2 separate regions of the Sus scrofa genome follow, and region 1 is linked to region 2. The links are chromatin contacts, called in public HiChIP or PLAC-seq maps. All regions are on one chromosome and are shown on one strand. The core of a region is the stretch at or near the end of the contact, and the rest is flanking DNA. Distances in the headings are between cores, read along the strand shown. Region 1 overlaps ABR (active BCR-related). Region 2 has its middle 63 kb from the start of BHLHA9.

Region 1 (5,613 bases), core at 1,057-3,556, 130 kb after region 2:
CTTGTTAACCTTATTGGCTGAGCCAGTTTCCATGGAAACTGTCAAGTTCAAAGGGATGCTGTAGTATGTTCATCCTGCCTTTTCCCTTTGCTCCCAGCTAGCCATTTGGACTGAGTTAAAGGTTCTGAGTGCTAAGGGAGCTCCAGGTGCTCTGGTTATGCTTTCATCCATTCATTAATCCTCTTTCCCCATCCCACTCCTGCCCTCCTCTCTCTCTCTCCTCTCTTCTCCTTGCAGGCCAGCCAGCTTGGTGTGTACAAAGCATTTGTGGATAACTATAAAGTCGCTCTGGAGACAGCTGAGAAGTGCAGCCAGTCCAACAACCAATTCCAGAAGATCTCTGAGGTGGGCTGTTCCCTGCACAGCCACCCTGACGACATGGGGTTTTGGGGGTTGCTCAGAGCCTCCAGCCTTTGGATCTCTTCCCCCTTGCTTGCCAGTGAGGAAAACAGCTCCCCTGATGGGTAACACCTAGCCTGACATTGGCTTTCTTGCACTTGACATTTTTCCTCTTGATACAAGAATATCGATTTGTATGTGATTTTATTATTCTGTGTTAGAACAGGGGGGCGAGAAAGAAAAGAAAAAAGGCAGCGTTCTCCCACACTGTAGTGACCTTAAGCAAGTCGCTTCCCTTCTCTTGGACTTACTTCCTCTTCTGTAGAACGAGGCGTCTGGGTTTTTCTAGCTCATCCCAAGCTTGCTTGACAAGAACCACCAGGGGCACTGTATAAAAGGAAGATCTTAAAGTTCCCATCGTGGCTCAGCGAACCCGACTAGTATCCATGAGGACTCAGGTTCAATCCCTGGCCCTGCTCAGTGGGTTAAGGATCCGGCGTTGCTGTTAGCTCTGGTGTAGGTCCCCCAGTCGAGGCTCAGATCCTCCGTCGCTGTGGCCGTGGCATAGGCTGGCAGTTATAGCTCCCACTCACCCACCAGCCTGGGAACTTCCGTATGCCACGGGTGTGGCCCTGAAAACCAAAAACCAAAACCAAAAAAGAATGCAGATCCCCAGGTACTGTCCTTGGAGCTTTAATTCAGAAGGGTTGGCGTGGAACCCCGGAGTGTGGTGTTTTTTGTTTTGGGGGGTTTTTTTGGCCATGCCTGCAGCGTGTGGAAGTTCCTGGGCCAGGGATCAAACCCATGCCACAGCAGTGACCCGGGCTGCTGCAGCGTTGATGACACCAGATCCTTAACCCACTGGCCACTGTATGTTAACCAGCTTCCCCAGGTGATGTTTATAGTCAGGAGACCTGAGGCAGTCCGGACCGGGTGGTCTTTTAAGATCCTCACAATCCCAAAGAGAGAGGACGGGGAGCCCTTATGTGCAGAAGAAGCCCCAGACCCTCTGGCTGGAAACATGCCAAGCCTTCCCACTATCCTCCTCTGCAGGGCAAAGATGCTTCACTGCCTGCCGTTGGCCCTGCTGTCTGGGACATTGCAAGAAGGAGTTCTAGGACCCTACAGGAGCCCAGCTCCACCCTTTAGCCAAAAAGATCTCAGTGACACCCCTAAGTCTCTGGCTGCGCGGTCACAGAACCCGGCACCAAGCTCAGGGCAGGAGAACTTGTGGTTCCAGGGAAGGGGAACCTTCTGTGGTTTTGGACGTCCTGCCTTCCAGGCCCCTCTCAATCCTTTGCTTTCTCCCTCAGCTCCAATGCCAGAAAGTTGGTGAGATGCAGGGTAGTCTTCATGAAACTCCTGGGGTTAGGGGTCAGACCCAAGTTTGGAATCAGCCCAGAGGCAGCCTAGGAGTCGGGCAGACAGAGATGAAAATGTCAGCTCGATTACTAGTAAAAGCCGGATTGGAAGAACGGGGACATGGCTCTGCGGCCACACTGGCCTTGCTAACACTTCCCCTCCACGTTCAGACACATCTGCTGGGGGCCGAGAGAGAAGGGCTGGGCTCCATTTCCTCTACCAAGCTCAGGGATCCAGTGAGTCACCGTCAGCCTGGGAGGACGGAGTGGAGTGAGCGGTGGGAAGGTTCCTCTACGTGGAGTAAGGAGGCTGGAGAAAGGGTGTCCCTCTCTGGCTCCCAGCCCTCCCTGGGGATAAATTGTCTTCCCCAGTCTGTGTTCAGAGTGGCCCTGCCAAGGCTGCTGGGGTGCCCAGGTCTTGTGTGGTCCAGAGAGCAGGGGTTCTCCTCTGAGCCTGTGCTGACTGCCTGTTCTCTGTGGTGGGCAGAAATGCCTGCGCCCATCCCCAAGCCCCTGGCAAAGCCGGTCGGTCCCAAGGGCAGAGCAAGGCCCGTGGCCACCTGCCAGTGGCTTCTCACCCTGACTCATGCGCGGACACAGTCACTTCCTACTGGTGCTGCCACTTAATTACTGCAATTAGGCCCTTCTGCTCTGCGGCAGAGTGATTTCATCCCTCTGGCTGCGCTGGAGGGGGACATGGGGAAAAAAGCTCCCTAAAGCTGGGAACCCAGACACCAGCCAGGGACACAGCCTTGAGAAGCTGAGTAACCCCCCTTCCCCGCCCCCCACGCCCCAAGCTCAGTCCCTGGGGGTTTCCTCTGTCTAGAAAGAGCTTGAGGCAGGAGTAGGGAATATGGGGCTCCCGCCGCCTGGGTGTTTCCTTCCAGGCACAGCAGGCAACCTCACCTGGTACCTGACCTTGGCCTCACCTCATCCTGCCTCCCTGCTGACAGCCCCCTTGGAGCACTCAGCCCTCCAAGTGGGGTTGTGTTCCAGTGGTCCTTTGGCCAGGGCTTGCACTGGAGCCTCTGTCTCTAAAGGCAGATAAAAGAGGTTAGGATCTGATAAGCCGTCCCTGGGGTCTGTTTCCAGCACTCACTCCCTGTCCCTTGGCATGGCGTCCAGGAGGGCCGTGGCCTCTTCCTTCCTTGCAGTTTCCTCTTGGGTGCCCAGCCCAGGTGCGGTGGGTGGGGTGTGCAGGTGGAGCTGGCGGCTGGCTGGGTCCCTCTCCATATGGAGCAGGTAGAGCGTGGCTCCCTGCTCCACGCCACCCTGCCCCATGCAGGTGTGTTGGACCCCTCAATTCTTATTTCAAGGGCTGCTTGTGCCCCAGGACCAGCTGGTGCCCTGGGGCTTCTCCCCTAAAACCCTGTGTGCCCTGGGCTGGTGTGTGCAGACCTCTAAGTAGTGGCTGCTGCCGGGGGCTTGCGGGTGGGTCCACTCTTGCAGCACTCATCCTCTGGAAGCCCCGAGAGTGGCCAGGGATGGGTCTGAGGGGCACCCTGATCACGGTCCTCTCTGGTACTGGGAGTCCCTCCTTCCTGCCTATACCAGCCACTGGACCCCACGAGGCTCCAGAGATGATGGGTGTGGCCTGGGGACCCTGGAGGCCGAGAGGCAGAAGGAGGCCCCAGCCTTGTCTTTGTCTCTCTTCTCTGTACACTCTGGGTTTAAGCCCCGCTTCCCGCTGTGTGCACGATGGGGCGTGGGGAGGCCCAGGGGATGGGCCAGGTAGTGATTCCTCTCCTCTGTTTGGCAGGAACTCAAAGTGAAAGGTCCCAAGGACTCCAAGGACAGCCACACGTCAGTCACAATGGAAGGTACTTTGGGGAACGGGTTGGATTGCAGTCACCTTCCTTTGTCTGGCTTTGCGGACTCCGGGGCCCTGCTTGCGTGTGTGCACGCGCACGTGCGAGTGTGTGAGCGCGTGCATGCGAGGAAGCCAGCCTCTGTCCCCAGGCAGCTGGCCAGCTACAAACGTGCTCCTCCTCAGGATGCCAGCAGGCGGCTCGCTCCCTCCTCCTCCTCCTCCTCCCCCTCCACGCGCCGCCCTCCCCGCCCCCCGCCCCCTTGCTAGAGGAGCACTCAGAAGCGGCTGCTGGATTCTGGAGGCTGTGCAGCGGCAGGCAGCCGGGAAGGTGGCTGGGTGGCCGGGCTGCTGATGGGATCTGGGGAGCCGGGAGCGATGGCCGCACGCTCCTGCCGCGGGGACGGAGGCTGCCATGGAAATTCTCCTCATCATTCGCTTCTGCTGTAACTGCACCTATGGTAACCCAGGCCCCCCTGTCACGGGAGGTGGTGTCTTCACCCCAGGGGGCTGGCTGGAGGGGCTGAGACCTGGCCATCAAGGCAGGGAGGGGGACACGTGGCTGGATCTGTGTTAACCCCCGTGCCGGCCAGCTTCCAGCCTGGAGTTGAAGTCTGGGGGCCCCTCGGCACAGGGCCACTTGGAAATGGGGGACCAGGCGAGGAGGGTCCAGGTACCCCTCAAGGATCTGTGGGGAATTAGTGGCTTTGCTTGAGAGGCTGTGGGCAACTTCCTGGAGAGGCTGTTGAGGAGTGAAAGTGACAAGCCTGGACCTGCAGGTGTGGCCACCCTGGGGCCGGAGATGGGTCAGCAGGGGCCAGTGGCAGAGTGACAGATGGTCAGGACAGCAGTGCCTTGGACTGGGAGGGCACCAGCCCCGGCTGGAGGGAGAAGTTGGGAGTCTCTTTGTTTCCAGAGAGAGGAGAGGAGGTTGAGCAGCCAGGGTATTGTGTGCTCCGCACGCAGATGCTGCTTCACTCTCTCCCCTGTGACGGCGGCGGGAGAGCATGGACGGGGTTGGGAGAGCAGGACGGAATTGGGTGCCTCCCAGGGGGTTCGTTTCTAGCCGCTGGAGACCCTCAAACTGAGGTCTTGGCAGAAGGTCAGCAGTGGATGCTGGTGGGCGAGGGGGGCGTGGCAGGCTGCTGCCTTGTGAAGGTCACACACCCACCGCACTGTGGGGGGTGGGAAGGCGCGCCGAGCACCCTCTACAGCTCCTTCCGGGAGGAGGGTCCTGGGACAGGCTCATGCTGTCAGGCACGCTCTTGCTCAGAGGAGGAGGACACGGGCCTAGGCAAGGCGGCGTGCAGAAGCTGGTGCGCCCTGCCTCCCGTGGCAAGCGGTGCCTTAGGAATGACCCAAGCTGCCTTTGGCAGGGGCATAAGGGTCCAGTGTTGCCCCCAGGCCAGCTTCTCGGAGCCGCTGCAGCAGGTGGCTAGATTCAGGACCTTCTTCCCTCCCACGGGGCGTTCGTCTCTGCGCCCCTCTCCCTCACTTTGCTTTCCATCTCCGTGGTAACCTGGAGCTCCTTATTGAAGGCTGAACAGAGGGGGGTGGCAGCTTGCTGCTGGAGCGATGCTGAGGTTTCCCGGGCTCTTCTCGGAGGCCGCCCTGCTGTCCTGCATTGAGGACTGCTCATGATGGAGGTAGCCCCCAAGGTCGCCCCCTCTGGCTGTCCCAGCAGAGCAACTGTGGGAACTCTTGCCACTGGGCAGAGGCTGCCCTGCAGCCCCGCCCCTCAGCCCAGATTTTGTCAGGCTGGGCTCAAGAGGAGAGCTGGACTTGAACCTGGCCTGTTTCAAGATCCGAGGAGAAATCCCCTGTTTGGTCTGGCCTAGGAGTCGGTCAAGTCTCAACTCTCCTCCAAAGAGGAAGCGATCGGCTCTTTGCTTCCTCTTTCTCCCCCAAAGGGAAGCTTAGTTTTAGTGACACAGGCCTGGGACCTGGAGTTGAGGGTTTCTTTGGTCCCTGCGATGCAGTCAGCTTCAAAGTGAGGGGTCGGGAGCGAAGGACCCGCTGACCACACTGTTTAGAATCTTCTCCACCCCTCCAAGGGGTGCTGGTTCTGGGTCCCAGGGAGACTGTGCAACTTGGGGCTCACTCTGC
Region 2 (6,136 bases), core at 985-3,484:
CTTGTCAACACACTTGCCCTATGCATCTCTTCTATCCAGCTGTTCTAGTTATAAAGCTGGAGGAACAGAACAAAATACTCACAACTTCAGATGCTATCTGGGCAGAAATTTCCTTCCAAAGTGAATGTCATATAACTGATCTATGGAGTGAAAAATAATCAGCTATTTTGTTGTTAGTGTGTGGAAACACAACTGACCCCGGTTAGCCAGAGCAAACTTGAGAAAGAAGACCAGAACTGATTTCAAACTATATCAAAAAGCTATATTCTGATTTCAAGCTATATTAAAAAGCTATAGTAATCAAAACAGTATGGTGCTGGCATAAAAAGAGACATGTAGCCTAATGGAACAGAATTGAGAGCCCAGAAATAAACCCTTGTATATACTGCATACACAATCAACTAATATTTGACAAGGGACCCAAGAGTGATCAATGTAGAAAGGAGAGTGTCCTCAATAAATGGTGTTAGGAAAACTGGATCATTGTATACAGCAGATTGAAATTGGATCCCTATCTTACACCACTCGCAAAAGCCAAATGGATTGAATGGATTTAAAATGTAAACATAAGACCTGGAACTATAAAACTATGTTTCCTAGAAGAAAACATATTGGAAAAGCTCCTAGACATTGGTCATGGCAACAGTTTTTTAGATGTAACACCAAAAGCGCAGGCATTAAAAACAAATATAAATAAATGGGACCACATCAAACTAAAAATCTTCTGCACAGAACAAAACATCAACAAAATGCAAAGGCAACTTAAGGAATGGGAGAATAGATTTGCATGCCACATATCTAAGGGATTAACATCCAAAAAATAAATACGGAACTCTTACAACTCAACAGGAAAAAAAACAAACAAATAATCGCAATGGCAAAAGACCCGAATAGACATTTTTCCAAAGAAGACATTCAGATGGCCAGTAGGTGCATGAAAAGGTACTCAGCATCCCTGAGCATCGGAGATATCACCTCACATCTTAAAATGGCATGAAGTTAAGGTCTAAAACAGTCCATTCTCTCACTCATCATTCATTCATTCACTCGGCAGACATGTACTAGGCACTCTCTGGCACTGAGGTAGGGGCTGTGGCAGTGGGAGGAATAAGAGGTACCAGCTGGCTGGAGCCAGGATGTCCTCAAGGAGCCGTGGAATGACACTGTGCTGGAACAGTGCTGGAACCAAGGTGCATCTCTGTGGACAAACATGCCTAACTGGACCTGGGGAAGGGAAGGCTTCAGAGAGAACATGACAGGTGGGCTGGGAATAGACAGGTGAAAAGGGATCTCACCCTTTTATACAGGAGGAAGGAGGAAGCAACATGTCAAAGGAAAACATGAGAGCTGGAGGAGTAACTGGGGGGATGGTGCAGCGCCTGTGTGGCTAGATCAGAGAGGGCATGGGGGAGACTGGAGGGTGTCTTAATGAGGGCACCAGAGGGGCAAAGCAGGACTGACACAAGGATCTCGTACAAGTATTTCAGTTGGGAGACTGTTCCAGGAAGCAGGAATGAGGGAAAGGGAGACAGATTAGAAGGGAAAGCCAGGAGTTCCTACTGTGGCACAGCAGGTTAAGGACCTGGCATTGCTGCGGCTGTGGAGTAGGTTGCAGCTGTGGCTCAAATTCAATCCCTGACCCGAGAACTTCCATATGCCATGGGTGCAGCTGAAAAAGGAAAAAAAAAAAAAAAGGAAGGGAAAGCCAATAGCTCATTATGGATTGGTTACCATTATGAACACTGGGGGCTTATTTCTCTTGCAGACCGCTGGGCAGCCATGCAGAGTGTGCCTCAGGCATGCCATCCAAAGACAGGGGCATGGGGCCTTTATGAACCAGCTCCCATTTGCACTGGCCATGCATGCCCCAGGGAAACCCCCTACCCCCAGAAGCTTCCATCTGGGAAGCTCGAGAAAAACTCTAGGGCAGAAGAGTGGAGAGTAGTAGGGGTAGGTGTTTGAGGTGAGACCCCAGCAGCCCACAGGAATGGTCTACAGTAACTGCCACAGAAATTCAAGAAGGGGAGTTCCCTTCGTGGCTCAGTGGTTAACGAATCCGACCAGGAACCATGAGGTTGCAGGTTTGATCCCTGGCCTTGTTCAGTGGGTTAAGGATCTGGCATTGCTGCGAGCTGTGGTGTAGGTTGCAGACCTGGCTCGGATCTGGTGTTGCTGTGGGTGTGGCCCTGGAAAAAGACCAAACCAAAAAAAAAAAAGAAAGAAATCCAAGAAGGGCCAAAGGGAGGCGACATGGAACAGAGAAGTCATCTTCTCAGAGGGTGACTCAGACTGGAGGGCTGAATGGGTGTGGCCGCAGAAGTAATTCAAGAAATGGGACTGGACAAGCAGGCTGGGGTCAGAGGATCCATTGTAAAGAGTTGTATATGCCAGGTTACAGGGTTTAAATTTTAATTGCCAGGCCCTGGCACCTAGTAAGTACTTCACAAATATTTATTGAATGAATGAAGGCTAATGACACAGATGTGCCTGGGCCAAGCCCTTGCAAAGCTACTGAGTTTTAGAATCCAGATTAGCTGTGCGACCTCTAACCTCTTTGATCGTCCATTTCTCTCCCTCGGGACACTAATACCTTCTTTACAGGGTTTTTGTGAGAAATTAGATGAAATCAAAGATGTATGGCAACAAGAAGTGTGGACTCAATAAATGTCAGCCACTCTGCTCTTGCCCCCATGATGACCCAAAGCCAAGTAATAACACCAAACCATCCACCAGCCAGAGACAATGAAGGTTGCTCCTGGGATCTGTTTACGGAAGATAAATGTTGGCATTTCTGGCTATATTGGTCCTCGCGGAAAAATTAGTGGTGTTGGTAACAACTTCCTTGGACCAAAAGGGAATCATACCCTTGCTTTAATTAAAGGACAGAGTTGAATCTATCCTCCCAGGGAAATTACAAATTCAGAAATTGATACTTAGAGTAATTTTTTTTCTTTGTGCATTTAAATATACATATCCAAACATCTTCCAATCAATAGGCCATCATCCATCTATGCTGTGCTGCATTTCTTTCCCTTTCTGAAATCTTAACAGAGGCCAAGATGCTTGTGGATGACACTTGCTGCAATATCTCTGCACCGAGGAGCTGTGAGCACAGGGAGTGTCTCAGTCCCTTCCAGACAAAGGACATGGTGGCAGCCTTTAGGGAGGGAGGGATGGTCTTCAAAATAGGAAGCGAAGGTGGGAGAGAAAGCAGCTTGAGGGACTAGGTGAAGGATTGAGAAATCACACAAGCTGGAGAATACTGGAAACACGTCCATTTCCCCATAGCAGTCGGACACAAGAGCCAACACAGTGATGAGTCATACCAGTGGCACACCAAATTTAAAAAAAAAAGAAAGAAAGAGAAAGAAAAAAGAAGGGACGTTGGGAAAGTAAGTAAACACAGACTTTGTCATGGAAGGAAATTCCTGAGTGAGAAGTCTCTGTGGGAAGCACATGTGCTCCTAGCCTGGAATGATTCACCACTGGAGCAGCAAAGCAGGAACTACAAGGTGGGGATTCGTTCATCTGCCCATTCATTCATTCATTCATTATTTCATTCAACAATTATCCGTTATCTCTCAATCATACTCTGCAAGAAGCAGCAAGAGGAGTTCCTGTCATGGCTCAGCAGAAACAAATCTGACTAGCATCCATGAGGATGCAGGTTCAATCCCTGGCCTCGCTCAGTGGGTTAAGGATCTGGCATTGCCGTGAGCTGTGGTGTAGGTTGCAGATGGGGCTCAGATCTGGTGTTGCTGTGGCTGTAGTGTAGGCCAGTGGTTACAACTCTAATTAGACCCCTAGCCTGGGAACCTCCATATGCCCCAGGTGTGGCCCTAAAAAGACAAAAAAAGAAAAAAAGAAAAAAGCAGCAGCAAGAATGCAAAAGTGGAAAAGACACCATCCCTGGACCTTGAGAGGAGGCTATGAAAGAAAGGGAAACAAAAGATGTCACTGGAGTTCCCGTCGTGGCGCAGTGGTTAACGAATCCGACTAGGAACCATGAGGTTGCGGGTTCGATCCCTGACCTTGCTCAATGGGCTAAGGAGCCGGCGTTGCTGTGAGCTGTGGTATAGGTCGCAGACGCGGCTCGGATCCAGCGTTGCTGTGGCTCTGGTGTAGGCCGGCGGCTACAACTCCGGTTCGACCTGGGAACTTCCATATGCCGCGGAAGCGGCCCAAGAAATGGCAAAAAGACCAAAAAAAAAAAAAAAAAAAGTCACTAATAATTGCCATAAAGTGGAACAAGGACAAAGGAAGGTAAAGACACAGATAAGATGGAGAGAGAGGGGCCAGAAAAGGGTTCTCAGAGGTGGAGCTCCTTTAGTTGGGTCTTAAAGGAGGGTTGGAGTCCTCCAGGCAGCAGGGAGTTGTGCCTGTGTGTAGGGACAGGAGTTCCAAGGAAGAGGAGAGATGTCTCTCTCGTAAGAGCCAGATGTCTTTGGGGACAGCCTGGAGTTGGTAAGGCTAAAGCCTAGGAGGAAGGTAGAGAGGGGGGCAGAGACCAAAGGTAGGAGGACCTCCTTTGTCACTAAACGGAGTCTGGACTCCGGCCTGGAGGTGTGAGGAGCCATGGAGGTTTTGAGCAAAAGCATGACACTATTTCATTTGTGGTTAAGAACTATCTTTCTGGCATTTTCCCAATATCCAGCTGTGAGGGGTAGACTGAAAAGGATTGAAAAGTGAGAGACTGTTGAGATGGTACAGGTGAGCCGCCCACAGCAGGGCTTTGGAGAGAGGGGCTGAGTTTGGCTGCAGTTGCCAAAGGGAGTAAGAGGAATTTCCAGCTGCCAAGTCACTTAGTCTCATACAGTATCCATTTCCTCATCCTTCAAATGAAGAAAATATGAATCACTGATAAGGTCCCCCCTGGAGGTGAGCACGAGACAGTGTATCAGGCCCCCTCTCTGCAGACAGTGAGACCTCACCCAAAGGCCTGGAAAAGTGGTGCAGCCAGGTGCGAGGAGGAGGCCAGGAGGGGGCCTCCGTCCGCCCCTCCACGGGTGTCAGCCCCGGAGCAGGTCCCCAGCGCCCCTCTTTTGTTGAGGGCACAAAGCGGATATGTAGTGGAGTGTTCTTTTAGACGCCCAGGTGTCTAAGGCTCCTGACAGTCACGGTTTGATTCAGTCACAGGGAGTCCCACGGGAGTACCCGCAGCTTTGAGTCCCAGGGGACTTCAGCTGTCACCCTTGCCTCCTTCTCTCCCGAAAAGTTCTAGTGAGCAGTGGAGAGAAAGCTTTAAAGGGTCTTTAAAAAAAAAAAAAATCCCAAACAAAAACACCACCATGCAGTTTCATCCCCAGCGTTGGATTAAATAGCTCTGTGATTTTGGACACGTTGTTCAAGGAGCTCAATAACTGCGGCGGAGGACAACCCTGACGGTCAGCAGAAGGCTCCCTTCCACACCTGCCCTCGTTACCGCGTCACATCGCCTTTCCCCCACCTTTCCTTCTCGGTCCCAGGCGCCGCCCTGACCCCGGGACAGGCAAGACTGCCGAGGGCCGGCTGGCGGGAGGTTGGCTGCGGCCCAGGGCACCCCCGCGCGCTCCCGCCTCCCCGGCCCCCGCGCTCGGTGTAGGGAGCCCGCGCGCGCAGCCCGCCTGGCCAGGAAGGTGCGAGCCCGGCCTGCGGCGGCCAGCGCCGAAGGTCGCCAGCGCCTCGGGGGTGGGCAGCACCGCAGACCCGGCCCCGCCCACCCCCCGGGCCCTCCAGCAGCCACCCTGCCGCGGGAGCAGCCCCGAGGCGCCCGCGAAGCTCCGCCCCCGCCGCGGTTCTCCAGACGCCAGAGCCCGCCCGGCGCCCGGCCTCGCGCGGGGGCTGCAGACCGCTGGCTGCGCGCCTGCTGCCCGGGGCGGGCCCAGGGCCCCCAGGCGCCCGCCTCCGTCGCCGGTGGCCGCTGACGTCAAGGGGGCGAAACCCAGAAGAAGAAGAAGAGGAAAAAAAAAAAAAAAAAAGGGCACGAGGGCGGAAGGGGAAAAACTTTATTTTTTCCTTTATTCTCGTCTGGGGCTGAAGTGAAGGGCAGGCGACTGCGCCAGCACCGAGAGAGCCGGGCCCGCCCCCGGCCCGCTGAGCGCCGAGGAGCTGGGCCGCGGCGGCCTGGAGGGGCGCCCGGCATGTGGGACCCCCAGGA

What was found. HiChIP or PLAC-seq counts read pairs in DNA pulled down with a chosen protein or histone mark.
Region 1: a contact with region 2 is called in an H3K27ac HiChIP or PLAC-seq map of alveolar macrophages. The contact joins two enhancer-like sites. A contact is called at or near these places in 1 of 47 Hi-C or Micro-C datasets (embryonic fibroblasts) and 1 of 2 datasets of contacts at active chromatin or transcription factors (alveolar macrophages).

Annotation. Positions count from the first base shown.
Region 1 is chr12:46,836,350-46,841,962 of Sscrofa11.1, forward strand. It overlaps ABR (active BCR-related), which reads left to right. Exons shown (of 22, transcript NM_001253818.1): 4 at 238-345; 5 at 3,460-3,520. Among named protein-coding and RNA genes, the nearest start is that of ABR, 27 kb to the left of the region's middle. Within about 2 kb of position 2,307, at least 12 of the 83 cell types and tissues checked have an H3K27ac peak or open chromatin away from gene starts, as enhancers often do. A contact at or near this core is called in alveolar macrophages, where this site is marked.
Region 2 is chr12:46,703,882-46,710,017 of Sscrofa11.1, forward strand. It overlaps a transcript of ABR not described here. Among named protein-coding and RNA genes, the nearest start is that of BHLHA9, 63 kb to the left of the region's middle. Within about 2 kb of position 2,235, at least 4 of the 83 cell types and tissues checked have an H3K27ac peak or open chromatin away from gene starts, as enhancers often do. A contact at or near this core is called in alveolar macrophages, where this site is marked.